2 separate regions of the Mus musculus genome follow, and region 2 is linked to region 1. A link is a contact called in public HiChIP or PLAC-seq data. All regions are on one chromosome and are shown on one strand. Each heading gives the region's core, a stretch centred on a gene start, on an enhancer-like site or on the middle of the called end of the contact. The rest is flanking DNA. Distances are from core to core; before and after follow the strand shown.

Evidence for each region. HiChIP or PLAC-seq counts read pairs in DNA pulled down with a chosen protein or histone mark.
Region 2: a contact with region 1 is called in an H3K4me3 HiChIP or PLAC-seq map of embryonic stem cells, with 6 times the contacts expected there. The contact joins the enhancer-like site here to the promoter of Trmt61b in region 1. A contact is called at or near these places in 2 of 115 datasets of contacts at active chromatin or transcription factors (bone marrow-derived macrophages and embryonic stem cells) and 1 of 9 other capture datasets (embryonic stem cells).

The regions. Positions count from the first base shown.
Region 1 is chr17:71,596,922-71,601,195 of GRCm38.p6, forward strand. It overlaps Trmt61b (tRNA methyltransferase 61B), which reads right to left and starts at 1,840. Exons shown (of 6, transcript NR_027952.1): 1 at 1,015-1,840. It overlaps n-TCgca52 (a tRNA gene), which reads left to right and starts at 2,350; the gene lies at 2,350-2,421.
Region 2 is chr17:71,867,435-71,871,708 of GRCm38.p6, forward strand. Alk (anaplastic lymphoma kinase) reads right to left here. Exons shown (of 29, transcript NM_007439.2): 29 at 1,554-2,697. The coding sequence ends at 2,008. Among named protein-coding and RNA genes, the nearest start is that of Gm30140, 87 kb to the left of the region's middle. Within about 2 kb of position 2,212, at least 94 of the 459 cell types and tissues checked have an H3K27ac peak or open chromatin away from gene starts, as enhancers often do. A contact at or near this core is called in embryonic stem cells, where this site is marked.

The DNA.
Region 1 (4,274 bases), core at 590-3,089:
CTTTTGTGGGGCTGGGGTAGAGTGTAATGGAACTCCATCCTTTAGGCAGATAGGACCTCTGTAATCTTGAAATCAGAGTAGCTGTGATTATTCAACTGAGACCCCCAAAAATCCCATGGATGGCCTATTCACCTTCCCTCCTTGAAGTGGGGCAGGGGGTGTGTGTTTTAGCCACCAACTCCTGCTCACCCACCCAAACCAGCCAACTTCCCCGCCTCCCCATGGCAGTTTCACATGGTCTTAGGGTGGCACAGCTTACAAGAGGTAGGTTTACTGGGTTTGGGACTCCAGGGCTGTGACTTTAGGAAGGAGTCATCCATGGTTGGATGGGGCTTTTCCAGACTCCTTGGCATGTCTACACAGCAGTACTGAACTCAATAATCACACTGGCTTTAACCCCAATAACCAAACAAACTGGACTTGGATGGAATGGTCTGTTGGTGTCCTAACTGAGGTGAATAGCCATTTATGTGCCGCTCCCTGAGGAAAGGAATGCAGGGCTTTTGGTGCAGTCTAGGCAAGCCTTCTACTACTAAGTTACATCCCTAACCCTAATACAAATATGTATGCGATAATGGATTTCCAGTAACATTCCTTATTAAGTATCATTATTAAAATACTGCCACAGGGCCTGCGAGATGGCTCAGCCAGTAGACACGAAGGCAAGCCTGGTAACCCGAATTTATTCCAGGATCCCAGGTGGCAGAAGAGACTCTGGGAGAGTTACCCTCTGACCTCCACACTGTTTGCAAGTTCTCATTCAGGGCCCACTCCCCAAATATTAAAAACAAAAAAATATGGTATTATTACAATGGTACTACAAAATGTACCCCCAAACAGTTCAACATCCTAAGATCAATACCCATACGCTTCAGAGCTGTGGGGAACAAACAGGTACGTCTCTGTTTAGCGAGTCCATACCATTCTGCTAGTAAACTGGCATAATCTTCATTTTAGATAAGGGAGTGGCAAATATCAAATGTAAATTCTGTTTCCTTCTAAAATTATCAGTACCTGAACATGTTTAAAAATCCAACATGCTGAAAAACTCCAAAGGTCGGTGATGAGAACATTCATCGGACTGTGGTAGTGCGCCGTCCGTCCTCGCCCTTCCTGGAACCCACACACACCTAATTCCCATGACAATACTTTTGGGATAGGTTCCGGCGTTCCCTCTTCCATCAATATACAGAGTCCTCCAAAGGTGGCCTCCGCAGAGAACTCTTACCGGGAAAACATGTCAGGATCTGGCCAGGATACTTGTCCTCGATCTCCCTGAACGCAATCGCTCCCCAGTTACTATTAAAGTGTCCGACGTTGCAGAGTAGGACTAATTTCTTTAATTGTGATTCTCTCTTTCCCGCCAGAGCTTTAATAAGCATCCCCGACTGAAAAGAGTCCTCTGGAAAGGGACCAGGAGGAGGCAGCGCGAAGCTCTCCGGGCTCGGTAGCCACTCGTGTCCAGCACGCGATCCTCGGAGTCATATCCTGTAGGGTCTCAGTGGCCCTGCTCTCCGCTCTGGTCCTCCGGATCTCGAGGGGGTAACTCCTCCCTCGAAGTTCCCAGCCCGAGCCTTTCCACATACTAGAGACAACCGGGTCCCGACGATCCGGACGCGGGCAGCACGGGAAGGGAACGACCGGTGCACGCGCTCTCCAACTCGCGTGTCCCCAGGCAAGGACCCGCAACCCCGGGAAATGAGCTCGCTCACGAGGCACCGACCCAAAGTCAAGCAGGAATGAATCGGCTCTGAGCTCTGATCGCCTCTCGGGCGCCTCAACCTCACAAGGAAGAACCACGTCGTCCTTAGAGAGCCTGACGTCCGGAGCAGGTGCTGTCGCACACGTGTGACGTAGCCACCGCCGTGCCCTTTGCCCGGTTTTGGGGTAGTGCAGGCTGTGGGCTCCCCCGCGTCGCCGACAGAGTGCGTCACCGCCTTGGCGTCCAGCACATGCGGTGGCCCGAGCTTAGGGCTCGTTGGCCTCCGGGCTAAAATCCTGGCTTTCCGCGAGTGGCAAAAGCACAGAGTTTACTTACTGCTCACCAATCTCCGCTAGCCGCCCAGGGACAGGAAGACCCGGGAAGACTAGACGTGGAACCTGGACAGTCTTAACCAGGTTTAAGTCACTAGTGGTGGTGGACAGGACCGTCACCCATCATCCCCAAGAGTCCAAAGTCATCTAGCCCAGAAAAATCGTTGGTCAGGCGTCATAGGACGCACTGCTTGCTGACCCGCACACCTTGCTCATAACTGGGAGGTCTATTTCGAATGGCTAGGGACTCTCTGGTCAGCCTCAGCCCGAGGTCTAGAGTGTTCACAAAGGTAGAGTAAGGTGGCAGTAGCCACCGGGGGTATAGCTCAGTGGTAGAGCATTTGACTGCAGATCAAGAGGTCCCTGGTTCAAATCCAGGTGCCCCCTTCCTATAATTTTGGTGGCACATTCCAGCACTTGGGAGGCAGAACCAACCTAATTTACATAGTGGGTTACAGGATAGCCAGAGACTATCCGATGGCTAAGCTACAAAATAAACAGGAAAAAAAAAAAAAAAAAAATCAACACAACTGTTTTAACCACCCCGCCTACCCAAATAAACACTTCTTTTCCTGTGCGCCACCACTGCCCAGCAATAAACACTTCCTAAAATTGAAGTTAGCCGGGTGTGGTGGCGCATGCCTTTAATCCCAGCACTCGGGAGGCAGAGGCAGGCGAATTTCTGAATTCGAAGCCAGCCTGGTCTACAGAGTGAGCTTCAGGTAGCCAGGGCTACACAGAGAAACCCTGTCTCAAAAAACAAATAAAATTTGTACAACAGCACATCTGTCTCAAAAAACCAAAAACAAACAAACAAAAAAACTGAAGTTACCTTTTGCACTCAAAGTTAAATATCATTAGCCTGCCTATAAGTTTATTGAGAATCAGACAGTACCATGCACATATATTGAAAATTTGCAATTCAGTTAGAAATCAGTATTTATGACCTACTATACAAAGAAGATTAAACGACGTCAGCAAGTCCCCTGACAAGGTAGCTGAGAAATGGGATGGTGGGATTTCTAACTAGGTTGACCACGTTCAGCAGCTCTTGTTGATGGTACCATACACCTTTCTAAAGACTAAGGAATGGTGGGGTGATAGCTGGGTGTGTAAAAAGTGCTTGCTTTGCAAGAACTGGGATCTGAGTTTGATTTCCAGAACTCATGTTTAAAAGGGGGACAGCAAGATGGCTCAGCAGATAAAGGTACGTGCCAAAGAGATTGATGACTAGATATCTATGGTAGGATTCCAGTGGAAAAGCAGACTTTCCTCTGATACCCACACATATTTTGTTGCATTCATTTCCCTCCCTCCACTATTTCTTTTAAGTCAGGGCATGATGGCGCATATTTACATACACAACTCTGATCCCAGGGAAGCAGAAACAGGCAGATCTCCCAGCACAGCCTCCATTTCAGGAGACTTTCTATTTTCCATTACTAACACTGTGGCGGGATTGTTTGGCCACAGTGTCTGTCTCCTAGGCTTCATTATGCTTTGGGGTTCGGAGAATAGATCTCTCTTATCCCAGATTGTATCCCTGAAATCCTAGCATGAGCCCTGAAGGAACGGATAAAGGAAAGACGCAAAACAAAGCCATAGTACTTTTTCCCTTGCTGGCAAAGTACATTTGCTTGTGATGCCGCTTAAAATATGAAAACAGATCAATGCTCAGAGACAGGGAGAACAGAGCTCACAAAGTCACTTAACTACTGAGTTACCGTATCAGTTCCTCTGCTCAGAGATCAGAGAAGAGGATCCCAAAATGGACACAGTCTATGTAAGTGTCACTTTTTAGACAATATCTCCTTTCTGCAATTTTGTTTTTGTTTTTGTTTTTGTTTTTGTTTTTTTTTTTTGAGACAGAGTTCTCTGTGTAGTCCTGGCTGTCGTAGAACTCATTCTATAGACCAGGCTGGCCTAGAACTTAGAGATCTGACTGCTTCTGCCTCCTAAAGGCTGAGCCTAAGGGCATGAACTGCCACTGCCTCCACTTCCCCCCCAACACACACACACACACACACACACACACACACACCAATTTTTCAAATTTATTTCTTTCTTTCTTTCTTTCTTTCTTTCTTTTTTTTTTTTTTTTTTTTTTTTTTGGTTTTTCAAGACAGGGTTTCTCTGTATATCCCTGGCTGACCTGGAACTAACTCTGTAGACCAGGCTGGCCTTGAACTCAGAAATCCACCTGCCTCTGCCTCCCAAGTGCTGGGATTAAAGGCATGTGC
Region 2 (4,274 bases), core at 962-3,461, 270 kb after region 1:
CACGGCACACACTGCCTAGTTTGTTAGTGACTAGTGATGCTGCGGTTAGAACATGGAGCTGTTCTCTCTGTTACAGACTACTCCTCTGGCATCAGCCTCCAGGATGGTGTTTTTCGAAGCAAGACTCTGGAATCCCCTTGGGTAGTTTGTGAGCTGGAACAAGGATTTTTGGTTTTGTGCCTATTTTTTTTTTTTTTTTGCACAAACTGAAAACTTTACCGATGTTTTCCCAGAACTGTAATTCACAGCTGTGCATCTGTCTTCCAGCTTCAGGGACATCCCATGGGAAATGTTTTGGGAAAGGTAGTCCCTGGAGTATAACAGAATCTTTAGATGTTCAGAATCAATTGGAGGGCCAGATAACTGCCTTATGGAAACTCAACAGTTGTCTGGAATTGGCATGGTAGAACATGATGGTTCTCCTACTCTCAAAGTGATACTTCTGCAGTGGACAAAATGGAGAAGATGGGAGAAAGGCATAGACACACAAGACAGACACACAGACACACACACACACACACACACACACACACACACACACACACACACACTCCCTATGCTTGGAAATGCTTTGTACCTAGGAAGTAACAAAAAAATATTTTCCCTCCAAAGAGTTATTTCATCATGGCTCCCACCAGGCACAAACTGGACGTGAGAATACAGAGCAGAGAAAGGGGAAATGAAAACCATACAGATAAAGTCAGAATTGCATAAGCATGTGTATAAAATTTAATGGGTTCCCGATTCCATTTCATAGAAATAAATGTCATCTGTGAAAAACCAGGTTCAGAAGACCCACTGAACACACAGCACTGACCTCAACTCTTTAGGCAAGTTTTAATGCCAAATGCTTTGCTGTAACCTGCACTTGAGATCTATGTAAATTATGCTATGAGTGTTAAACCACATTTGTGTTCCCAGCAAACCAGGATCTCATGGCTAAGGGGGTGGGGGTGTTGTTGGGAGAACTGGGGAAGGACCGACCAGGTCTAGGCCACTGGAAGGCCTGTTCCTCCAATGGCCCAATGCATCATGGAACGGAAGAAACTCTGGGGAAGGTTTGGGCCTCAGATGTATCGATACACAGATCCACGAATGGGCATCTTCTTCCTGTGCTTCTACGAATCGCCGCTACTCGAATTTTAAAAAGTGATCAGATCTGAATGAATGGAAAGTGTGGAAGTAATTTCAATCTTGAGTTTTAAATCCAGTAGGAAACCTCACACACGGTAATTTTTTTTAATTTTTTTTTTTTACTTTTAGTAGGAAGATTTTTCTTAAGGCATGAGGTATGTTAACAGGGTGTTTGACTCACTGCATCTCTACTGGAGTTTCTTTCATACGCAAAGCACTTGCGATGGATGCATTTTGCTTAGATGAATATATACACGTTTTCCACTATACTACGAACTAGTCACGACATTTTTTTTTTTTACAATAGGCAATGAGTTAGAACAATTAAAAGCCTCTAACCACCACCCACAGCGATGTCAGCTGACTTCTTTTCCAAGTAAAGAATGTCTCTCCCCATGCTGAGTCACTGAAATTAATTCCTTTATTTCTGTTCCCTCGCCCGCCCCTCGAGTGGTTCATATTCATAAGGCAAAGGAAACACCTAGGACTCCCCCTATGAGACATGGAAGCAGCTATTTCTGACTACGCGGAAGCAGAGCGCACACAAAAATCGGAAAGAAGCCTTAGGGGACTGTACAGCAGACCATGCACGAAAACTTGGCGCAACCAATCTGGGCCTTGCACTGATTGCTTTTTTTTCTTTTTTAAAGAATGGCATTTTCTTCTTTTGAGAGGATAGATGAACCCATGCTCAAAAAACCTTCTAACACATCTTAAAAACACAAGTTTCCTTTTTTTAAAATGTGGCACTTCAAAACAAGTTGGCACAAAAATGAAAGTTTTGGTCTTGGGTTTGTGGTGGAGCCATCCTGTCCATCTCCCTCTGGGTGGGCTCCGGCTCCGCCAGGAGGAGAAGCTAGTGGAGTACAGGGCTCAGGGCCCCGGCTGGGTGACCTTATTCTTGCTTTTCAGCATGGTGTCCCCTGGCGCGGCTGTGGCTTCCAAGGGGAGACCCTGTTGCTGGTAACCATAGTTGACATTGCCGCAGGGGAAGTGGCGCAGCCTGAACAGCGGCACCTCCTTCATGGTGGCGCTCAGCGCCGATGGCTCTAGCAGCAGCGCTGCCTCGGCTCTGCGGGGCCCCGCGCCCGGCCCGGTCCAGCCACCCTCGGCCGCTCCTGCCCGCGCCTGCGGCTCGGCGCCTGGCGGAGGATGGGTCTTTTTGGCAGGCTTCTCGGTGAACCACGAGCCGTAGGTGGGGTTCCACAGGCTGGTCGGCTTGTTTCTGGATCCCGGGCCTTTGTGCAGCTCCGGGGGAGGGTTGGGCTGAGAGAAAGCCATGTTCACGTGGCCCCGATCGGCCGCACCTCGGGGCACCGGGCCGGCACCCGCACCCGCGCCCGCGCCCGCACCCGCACCCGGGGGCTTCTTCACCGATGGGCCTGGTGCCGTCAGGGCTGCGGGCTGGGGAGCTGCGGACGCCTCCTCGTGCTTCGCAGGCTGGGGAGACACCAGCAAAGGTGGCATCCCCTCGGGGTCTTTGGGGCGCATGGGCACTTTCTCCTCCTCTTCTACTACTGGACCGTATTCGATGGGCAGAGCTGTGTTGATCACATCGGGGTCCTGTGGGGACAGAGAGAGGATGGATGAACACGGAATCAGAGAGATGTTGGGTCTGGAAGAGATGAGAGAGAGAGAGAGAGAGAGAGAGAGAGAGAGAGAGAGAGAGAGAGAGAGAGAGAGAGGAGAGAGAGAGGAGAGAGAAGGGGGCGGGGGAGGGGAGCTAACTGTTAACAGTTGATCCATTTTTGTCAACTGGACACAAACTAAAGACACCTGAAAGGAGAGAGAACACCTTAGCTGAGTTATTGCCGCCATCGGATTGGCCTGTGGCCTTGTCTGTGAAGGCGTTTTCTTAATGATGGGTGTGGGAGAGCTAAGTCCGCTGGGGGCACCCCTCCAGGGTTATATGAAAAACAAACGGAACAAGCCAATAAGCAATCTCCATGGTCTCTACTTCAGTTCCTGCCTCCAGGTTCCTGCCTTGAGTTCTCATCCTGGCTTCCGGTGATGACAAAGTGTTCCGAGGAAATAAACCCTTCCCCCCCCCCACCCCCAAAGTGTATTTGCACACAGTGGTTATCAAAAACGGAAAACAACAACAGAAAAGCAAGCTAACACATTAGTTGACAGTTAGGTATCAGAGCACAGAGTGAGCACCACTATTCTTGAAATCTCACCAGAGGAGGAGAGGGGTCCCAGTGCTTAGGGGTTGGGGGATAAGCACCCATGCCTGGGGGCAGTGGGATGGGAGGGGCAGAGCAGAAGCCCCTGGGGCACCTTTTACAGATGTAAAAGTTTTTTACTAGATTTAATTTATAGTGTGTATGTATATGTGTGCAGGTATGCATGTGCCTTGGTGTGTGTGTGTGTGTGTGTGTGTGCAAGTTGAGGACAAACCTATGGAGTTCTCTGCCCTCCCACTATCTGGGTCCTGGGGGTCAAACAGGTCATTTGATTCTGGCAAGCAAGAATCTTACTTAACCCATTGAGCGATCTTACCAGCCCGTTTTTTGTTGTTGTTGTTTTGTTTTTTTGTTTTTGTTTTTGTTTTTGTTTTTGTTTTTTGTTTTTTTGTTTTTACATTACTTTCAAAATATTGTGGTCTATTTCCAAAAATACTCTTGCAATCTTCAAAGACAAAAGATAATGTGGCTTTAGTTTTGTTGTAGGGAAGGAGGCAGGGAAGAGGGACGCCACGTTTGGCTCACAGAGGATGTTGTTTGCTCCTTCCCTAAGCGCCTGCAGCTTTCCTCGTATTTGATGGTGACTCTGTGTTGTGTGGTCTCCTTGCTTGTGCAGCTGTTCCAGGCAGAGGCTCATTTGCCCATTCAGAAACCTGGCTCATGCTAGATCTCTGTCAGCGTCACAGACTGTAAGACGAGAGCAGACGCAGTTGCCATGGGTTTAAAGGAAAGTGTGTGGGAGAAAGCTCCAGGGAAATTTAATTCAGTAATAGTGTTTGCAAATGGAGGGAAAACCTCCGTTACTTAGGTTTTACAGAATAGCACACCAGTCCAGTATCCACCAGCAAAAGGTTTAAGAAAACAACTACACATATCTTTTGAAAAGCCATTTCACTTATTGCCAGCTTCTTCCACAGTCAGTCCTTTACGGCCTGCAGCTGTACAACCACCTGC